2 separate regions of the Sus scrofa genome follow, and region 2 is linked to region 1. Evidence: chromatin contacts called from public HiChIP or PLAC-seq data. All regions are on one chromosome and are shown on one strand. Each heading gives the region's core, a stretch centred on a gene start, on an enhancer-like site or on the middle of the called end of the contact. The rest is flanking DNA. Distances are from core to core; before and after follow the strand shown. Region 1 holds the start of TTLL1 (probable tubulin polyglutamylase TTLL1). Region 2 holds the start of TSPO (translocator protein).

The links. HiChIP or PLAC-seq counts read pairs in DNA pulled down with a chosen protein or histone mark.
Region 2: a contact with region 1 is called in an H3K27ac HiChIP or PLAC-seq map of alveolar macrophages. The contact joins the promoter of TSPO here to the promoter of TTLL1 in region 1. A contact is called at or near these places in 1 of 47 Hi-C or Micro-C datasets (embryonic fibroblasts) and 1 of 2 datasets of contacts at active chromatin or transcription factors (alveolar macrophages).

The regions. Positions count from the first base shown.
Region 1 is chr5:5,791,400-5,795,840 of Sscrofa11.1, forward strand. It overlaps TTLL1 (probable tubulin polyglutamylase TTLL1), which reads left to right and starts at 2,361. Exons shown (of 13, transcript XM_003481524.3): 1 at 2,361-2,522.
Region 2 is chr5:5,733,304-5,737,744 of Sscrofa11.1, forward strand. TSPO (translocator protein) reads right to left here and starts at 1,794. Exons shown (of 4, transcript NM_213753.1): 1 at 1,756-1,794.

The DNA of each region.
Region 1 (4,441 bases), core at 1,111-3,610:
TGGATCTGAGCCGCATCTGTGACCTACACCACAGCTTGTGGCAATGCCAGATCCTTAACCTGCTGAACAAGGCCAGGGATCAAACCTGAATCCTCATAGATACCAGTCGGGTTCTTAACATGCTAAGCTACAATGGGAAACTCCAGGTGCTGTTTTTTTTTTTTTTTTTTTCCTACTATTATTATTATTTTGGCCATGCCTCCAGCATGTGGAAGTTCCCAGGCTAGGGATCGAATCGGAGCTACAGCTGCCAGCCTACACCACAGCCATAGCAAAACAGGATCTGAGCAATGTCTTTGACCTACACTCCAGCTCATGGCAACGTGGGATCCTTAATCCATTGAGCGAGGCCGGGGATCGAACCTGCATCCTCATGGATACTAGTCAGGCTCCTTAATGCTGAGTCATGATGGGGAACTCCTGGATGTTATCTTGCTGGCAATGGAAAGCCTTGAAGACTTTATAACTAGATTTACATGATTAGATCAGCATGGAGATTCTTAGTTTCCTGCCGTTCTCCTGGGGCTACCTAGCTCCCAGTTAATTCTTCGCATTGGCCAGAACTCTTCCTACTATCTGCTCTCGTGATGTTGGTCTCCTCCCACTGTCTGTACCCAAGCCTTCCAGTGTTTTGGCTGCTGGTGATGCTCTTTGGAATGGCATATACTCTGCACAGGGCAGAAGGACATGGTAAAACATATTAAACACCTTCCTGGGCGCTATTCACCTAGGAATTTAAACTCTTTTCCATCTTGAGAGATGGAGATAATTATTCCCTTTTTTTTTTTTTTTTTTTTTTTGTCTTTTTGCCATTTTTTTGGGGCGCTTCCACAGCATATGGAGGTTCCCCGGCTAGGGGTCCAATCGGAGCTGTAGCTGTCGGCTTATGCCAGAGCCACAGCAACGCGGGATCCGAGCTGCATCTGCGACCTACACCACAACTCACAGCAACGCGGATCCTTAACCCACTGAGCAAGGCCAGGGATCGAATCTGCAACTTATGGTTCTTAGTCGGATTCGTTAACCAATGAGCCATGATGGGAACTCCTAATTATTCCTGTTTATCCATGAAGAAACTGTCATTGAGAGGCTGGGAAAAAACCCCAAAACAACCCTGACAGGGAGTTCCCGTGTGACTCAGCAGAAACTAATTGGTCTAGTATCCATGAGGATGCAGGTTTATCCCTGGCCTCAATCAGTGGGTTAAGGATCCGGCGTTGCTGTGAACTGTGGTGTAGTCACAGATGTGGCTTGGATTTGGCACTGCTGTGGCTGTCACGTAGGCCAGCAGCTGCAGCTCTGATTTAACCCCCTAGCCTGGGAAGGTCCATATGCTGCAGGGTGTGGCCCTAAAAAGACAAAAAAAAAAAAAAAGGCTGGAGGAGTTCCCTGGTGGTCTAGTGGTTAGGAGTTGGTTGGCACTTACACTGCTGTGGCCTGGGTTCAATCTCTGGTGTGGGGACTGAAATCCCACATGAAGTTGCTGCGTGCTGCAGCCAAAATAAAAAAATAAATAAAAATTTTAAAACAAGAGGCTGCGATTTTCCTATGCTCAACAGCTAGACTGTAACTGAGCAGGGAGGTAAATTCTGTTTCTCTCCTTTCACACTGCCTCCCAGTGCACCTTCATGACTGACAGATGTCTGGGGTACATGCCCTTCTGTTGTGTATTAATTCAACAGGAATTTAGCAACTAATATATCCTCTACCAAAGTGCCTTTCAAAAAATACTTTCATAATCTTCCCAACAACCCTTCAGCATAGGTGCTGTTATCTCCATTTATAGACAAGAAACTGAGGCTCAGAGAATGACATGACCAGCTAGTGGATTTTGGGGTGAGGATTCAAACCAGGTCTGGCTTCAGTTTTAAAATTCTCATGGGCCAGGCTGCCTCTTCCTAACAGAAAGAGTTAAAAAATCCTACTTTGAGGAACTGCACCTGTCCCGCACTCACACTTCACAAATGAGGTGACCTTTGAGTAGGCCATTTATTGATTACTACTTGCTGAGCGCAACCTGTTAGGTTATCCTTACAAAAATTCCTTCGAGGCAGGTGCTGCCAACCATCCCAGTTTAACAGATGTTGAAGCTGAGCAGAAGAGATGAGCGGACTGGACCCAGGGCCCAGCCATCACACCCCTCTACCTTGCACTATCAGGGTCGAGACTGCGCCCCGACCCCTCTCGACTTCATTTCTGGGCTCTGACGTTTGTGGAGACGCCGGGGTGGACCGCAGACTCCTCGCACGATCCCAGCCCCCGGCGCCTAGCGGGACGCCAGGCCAGGGGCTTAGAAACGAGTGGGGAAAATCTGACCCCGGAAGCAGTCTTGGCGCCGGTAAGGCCGCGTCTTTGGTTGCCGGGGCGCCGCCCCGGAAGTAGAGCGCGGAGGGTGGGTTCGCTTGATAGCGGGCCGAGTCCTCCCGCAGGAGCCGGAGTGGAGCTGGAGGCGGGGCCGGGGTGCGGCGCGGGGCCGCCGTGCTCCGCGCTCCTGGGCGCCCCTCCGGGCTGGACGCCCACAGGTAAGACACAGCCGCCGAGGCCATCGGCTCCCGGGACCCAGGGTGTGGCGGGGGGCGAGTGCGCATGCGCGAGCGATTGTGGCCGCTGGTCTACGGGGCCGCTGCGGTTGGGTTTGGATGCTGGACCCGCGTCCCTCCAGCAGCCTGCGCTGACTACTGTGCCTCTCTTCCTCCTCCGAGTTCCTGTGACTTGTTCCTCCTGATCCTTGTAATTGCATTCTTCTTCTTATTCGTTATCTCAGAATTTAATCGTTGCTGGTTTTTTTCATTCATTTGCAATCTGTATTGTTTCTGTTGGCATCTTGCAGAGCGCGGTGTACCTGTGGGTTGAGTTCTGGGCAGGAGACAGGCGACAAGTGTTCTCTGCCCTGCTTATCTCTCTCTGGAGAACTGGACCTAGGCATTTCTCCTCCCTGTTTCCCCATCATTAGCGGGGGGTGACGGTCGCGGTAGTCACCCTAGAGTGATTGGGGCAGTACAAGGAATTCATTCTTTTTTTTTTTTTTTTTTTTTTTTTTTTTTTTTTTTTTTTTGGCAGGAATTCATTCTTGAAATAAAAGTATCTTGTTGTTGTAAACCCTTTGTGGTTTGCAAAGCGGTCCTTTGTTCAGGAAACATTTAATGAGCATGTTTGGGTGCTGGGTTGTGGCAGTACAAAAAGATTGGCCCTGTCCTGTGCTCAGGGAATTACAGGCACTGGTTATTAGTTAAGGTGGAGCATGGCACTGTCACCCTGAGGGGGTGAGGAGATGGGCAGAAGCAGTACAGTTGTGACCAAATGCTCTGGGTGATGTAAAGTCGTCGTTTATACTGTTATTTAAAGATGGCTCCTTTTCCCTTTCAAAAAAGACTAGCTGGAAAAGAAGGCAGATGTCCTAGGATCTTTCCTAATTTTAATTTTTTTTTTAAATTTTTATTTTTGTCTTTTTATGATTTCTTGGGCCGCTCCTGCGGCATATGGAGGTTCCCAGGCTAGGGGTCAAATCGGAGCTGTAGCCACCAGCTTACACCAGAGCCAGAGCAACGCAGGATCCGAGCCGCGTCTGCAGCCTACACCACAGCTCACGGTAACGCCGGATCCTTAACCCACTGAGCAAGACCAGGGATCGAACCCACAACCTCATGGTTCCTAGTCGGATTCGTTAACCACTGAGCCACGACGGGAACTCCGTAGGATCTTTTTTTAAAATAGATTTTGTTGAAACTGATTGTGATCAATATTTGGGGTAGTAGAGATGGGGCAGAGAGGTTGCTGTTTTCGATGACTGGACCCAGAAGAGTGAAGCGACTGCATGAGTGTATGTTCTTCCGCCTGCTCGCTGCCCTGAGAGGTTGTGGGGGCTTTTTTGTGGGAATAGTCGGAACTCTAGGAGGTGAAAAGCCTCCTGGCAAAGTACTGTCCTCCCAGGGTCGGAGGCCCAGGGATTCCCGAGATGTTCCCTCTCTCAGCGGAAACCAGCTCAACTCCTGGTCTCCTGCTTCTTGCCTGAGCAAAGCTGTGGAAGTGTTTATGGCAGTTACTCCCCGTGTCTCTGCCCAGTTGGGCTGGGCTGTGCCTACTTTACTGCTTGGCACTAAGGAACAGCACTTCGTGATGGTGCGCAGAGGCAATTCATGTCTTTATTTATTTATTTTTGTCCACCCGCGACATGTGGAAGTTTCCGGGCCAGGGATCAAACCCATGCCACAGCAGTGACCAGAGCCACAGCAGTGACAAGGCTAGATCCTTCACGCCTTGATTTTTGTTAATCCATCAAATGTTGATTGAGTGCCTGCTATTACTAGACACTGTTCTGGGTGCTGGCCTTTCAGCAGGAGATAAGGCCGAACCGCATTCCTGCTCTCATGTTGTGACATATATGTGTCAAGACAGATTGTCACGAGGAACCACATACAGGAACTAGACCAGTCCTTTTCAA
Region 2 (4,441 bases), core at 544-3,043, 59 kb before region 1:
CAGTCCCAACCCAGGCCAGGCCACAGGCATCTGCCCAGCTGACCCTGACACTCAACAGTGTGTTCACAGCAGACAGTTAGGAGACAGAGTAGAGGCTCCCCCAAGAAAGAGACCCAGGCATGGCTTTCTGGACACAAGAGAAGACATTTTTGGGCCTAAGCCATTTTGTAATCAAAGGCTGGCCACACTGCTCACTCTTGAACAGGTCTCAGTAATAACGATTTTTTTTATCACATCTGTATCAGTAATAATGATCTTACGGGAATGAAAGCAAGATTGTTACCAGGCAAAAGAGGCAAACAAGAGCGAAGATCATAAATCAGTTAGGAAGACTCCCAGTTCTGTCTCAATGGCAAAGGTTAGCTTGAAGCACGCACGTGTTTGAGCTGTTTTGCAGAATTTAAACTCCCTGCAGTGCTCAGCCACCAAATCAACTGGAAACTAAGGGACAAGGTTTTTTTTTTTTTTTTTTTTTTTTTTTTTTGTCTTTTTGTCTTTTTGCCTTTTCTAGGGCCGCTCCCACGGCATATGGAGGTTCCCAGGCTAGGGGTCGAATTGGAGCTGGAGCCACCAGCCTATGCCAGAGCCAGAGCAACGCGGGATCCCAGCCGTGTCTGCGACCCACACCACAGTTCACGGCAACGCCGGATCCTTAACCCACTGAGCAAGGGCAGGGACTGAACCCGCAACCTCATGGTTCCTAGTCGGATTCGTTAACCACTGCGCCACGACGGGAACGCCTAAGGGACAAGATGTTGATCTTTGCTGACCCTCCAGTCAACTGAAGCTTGGACTCTGTAGGCCTTTGCCCCAATTCTATGCAGAATTCTCCTCTGCTCAAGCCCCCGTGAAAATACATACGCCAGCCAAACCCCCTCATGAATATGTATGCACTCTTAGCTTAAAATTTCCCAGGTTTTGTTGTCTGGGGAGACACTGCTTTGGGAGAGACTCCCCCGCCCCTTGTTCTCCTTATTTCTTGCAGGTAGCAAATCCTTCCTTTTTTCCTGCACTTTGGCTTGGTTGTGTCTTTAGGCAAAGACACCCAAGGCGAACCCAGTTTTCGGGTAACACCACGACCCCTCCCACCCGTGCTCCCAGTTCCTATGCAGGAGAGGCAGGGGACAGGCAAGTCCCAGGGGCTGCTCCGCCCACACTGGGCTCTGTGCAGGCTGTGATGCGCCTGAGCACTGGACAGGGGTCTGGTGACGCGGTCCTAAGTCTCCGCGGGGCATTAACTCGCTTTGGACAAATAACCTCCCCTATCCGGCCTGGGTTTCCACCTCTAGAAATGGGGTGTCTCAAGTGCATCAAGAGTGGATCAATGTCAGTCTCCCTAGCATTTTGTGATCCTCGGGGTACCCGGTTGAGGTGGCCCGCCCTGGGCCGCTCAGCTACGGAATAAGCGGGAAGGGGGGGGGTCCGGCCCCTCCCGCCGCTCTGTTTCCCGCGCGGGGTGTGGCGGGGCGGGGTTCCCCAAGTTTCCCCCTTCCGCGCCCCCAATCCCGCTGGAATCCGGCTGCGTAGGAGCAACGACCGCGGAGACCAGGGTTGGGGTCACTTTTTGTCGCCCCCGGGGGCCGACCCGATGGCTCGGTCCCTAGCGCTGCCCCGCGGCCACCCCCTCCATCCCCGCCACCTCCCGCCGCAGTTTCCCTTGGTGCCCCGCGCCGGCGGGCAGGCGCTGTCGGGGGGAGGGGGTCTCTCCCGCGTAGCCCCCTGTCTGCCACGCCCTCGGCGCGGGTCTCCACTCACCAGCGACAAGGACTCGCTCCGGGAAGGGTACTGCGCGGCGGAGGTGGCGGCCGCGGCCCGGGCCCGCCCCGCCCGCGAGGCCCCGCCCAGGACACCCCGCCCAGGACACCCCGCCCTGTCCTCGAGGCCCCGCCCGACCTGGCTGGAAGTTTGGGTGCTCCCAGGCCGGGTCTTCTCCCTCTCAGCATGACCGCCGCGATGGGCAGACCCAGCCAGTGCTGCAGGCAGGTCGCTTCTCTTGAGCCTCATTTTTCCCATCTGTAAAATGGGACCGCAGAGACTGATCTCAGAGAGGGGAATGACGTGGCCTGATGGCAAAGCCCTGAACGTCCTCCGGCACCGCAGCCCTGGCCCCCCACCTCCGGAGAAGCACACTTTGGCTTTACTTGTTGCCCCCGGGCAGGAGGTAGCCCTCCCCTTAGTCCTGGCTTAGCCGCTTTGTGGCCGGCTCTCTGCCCCCATCTCCTCATCTGTAAAGTGGGTGCAACATCGTGGGACTAAGGAGGATACCACAGACGCCTGGCACCCACGGATCCTCGCAGTCCAGAGCTGGCCTCCAGTTTGCCAGGGTCACCTTGATGGGACAGCATGTCCAGCCTTGAGCACCCCACCTCTTCATCTGCACGTGCTTTTTTTTTTTTTTTTTTTTTTTAGGGCCTCACCCATGGCATATGGATTCCCCCAGGCAAGGGGTCAAATTAGAACTACAGCAGCTGGCCTACACCACAGCCACAGCAATGCAGGATCCAAGCTGCCATCTGCAACCTACACCACAGCTCACGGCAACGCCAGATCCTTAACCCACCGAGCAAGGCCAGGGATCAAACCCCGCAACCTCATGCCTAGTCAAATCTGGGAACACCTGCACGTGTTGCTTTATTACTACAGCCCAGGGCCTGTTGCAGCCCCTGGTTAACGTGGCCAGGCAGGGCCCCCCGCCCCCCACCCCCCATAAGGGAACCACAAGTGCCCAAACTGGTTTCTGGGGGGCCAAGGGGAACTGTGCGTGCTTCTCCTAGGCCATGGTCTGACTGTCCTAGGCCCTGGCATTTTTGCTTTCATGGGCCTCTTCTGCCTTTGACTGCCTTGGTATAAAGATGAGTGTAATCCAAGACTATCTTTTTCTTCCGACTTTATAAGTGATCGAGGAGTTCCTGTTGTGGCTCAGAGGGTTAAACACTCGACTAGTATCCATGAGGAGGAGGGTTCAGTGGGTTAAGAATCTGGAGTAGGTCACAGATGCGGCTCAGATCTGCTGTGGCTGTGGCTGTGGCGTAGGCTGGCTGCTACAGGTCAGATTCAGCCCCTAGCCTGGGAACTTAAATATGCTGTGAATGCAGCCATTAAAAAAAAAGAAAGAAAGAAAAAAAAGAAATTGAAAGATTATCCAGGTTCCCTCAAAGTATGGTGGCCCCAGGCATTGCAGCTGCTGTTTCTAGTGAAATCGGTCTGGCCACGCCTCCCAGCAAGCTGCCAGCCCTCACCCTCTTCCTGTAAGGAGGTGCCCAGTGGCTTGGCAGAGTGGCAAACTTGCCTGCCCCGGAAGACCCGTGGGGAGAAGGCAGTGTGCCTCCCCTCTCCCCTCCCCCGCTGCAGGAGGGTTCCAGGATCACAGGGGCATCCTGGAGGTGGGGATGTCTGTCCCCAAATACTGGCTGCAGGCCAGCACTGAGGGGAGGGGCTGAGAACAAACTCACTAGGCCCGCAAGCCTTTCACAGATGAGAAGTTACAGTTCAGGGGAGACTTGCCACCCCGGGAGCGTCACAGTGCAGATCTGGGCAAGATGTGCATGCCCTTCCCAGTGGGCCTGGAAGCCTCCCTCCCCTTCCAGTGGCCCCCTCCTGTCCAGCCCTGCAGATCCTCCTGAGCCTGGGCAGTAGCCCAGCCGCTAGCTGGCCCCAGGCTCCCCTCTTGCCCCTTCCACACCTCTGCTCCAGATCTCCTGTGGTTCCTCTGCCATAGCGTCTAGTCCAAGCTTTCTTTTTTCTTTTCTTTTGTTCTTTTGCCTTTTCTAGGGCCGCTCTCATATGGAGGTTCCCAGGCTAGGGGTCTAATCAGAGCTGTAGCTGCCAGCCTACGCCAGAGCCACAGCAATGCGGGATCCGAGCCATGTCTGTGACCTACACCACAGCCCACAGCAATGCCAGATCCTTAACCCTCTGAACAAGACCAGGGATCGAACCCACAACCTCATGGCTCCCAGTCGGATTTGTTAACTACTGAGCCACGACAGGAACTCCTAGTCCAAGCTTTCTAACTGCACTCAGGGTCCTGCCTGCCTGAACTGATCCTGCTTCCTTGCCTTTGCACACACTCTTCCCCCTGCAGAGAGGATCCTTCACCACCACCCTGGGCAGCTCCACGTGTCCAAGTCTGACTGCTCTCCAGTATCACCCCAGGAAGCTCTTCTGGACCCCCAACTCTGTGCCACCCTCACTGTAAGCAGGCAGTGACCTCTGAAGCCCACAGCACTGAGCATCAGAGCCTCTCCTGGGCATTCGGCAGGTGCCAACTTCAAAGGACATGTATATTGAGCACTGCAGGGTGCCCAGCTCGGGGCTGAACCCTGGAGGGTACAGCAAGCAAACCAGCCCCTGGCCTCAGTCAACCCAGGAAGGAGGCATGGAAAACACCCTCCCAGTCCCCAGAGGATGCTCAGAGAGGTAAAGGGACATCTCTGATGTC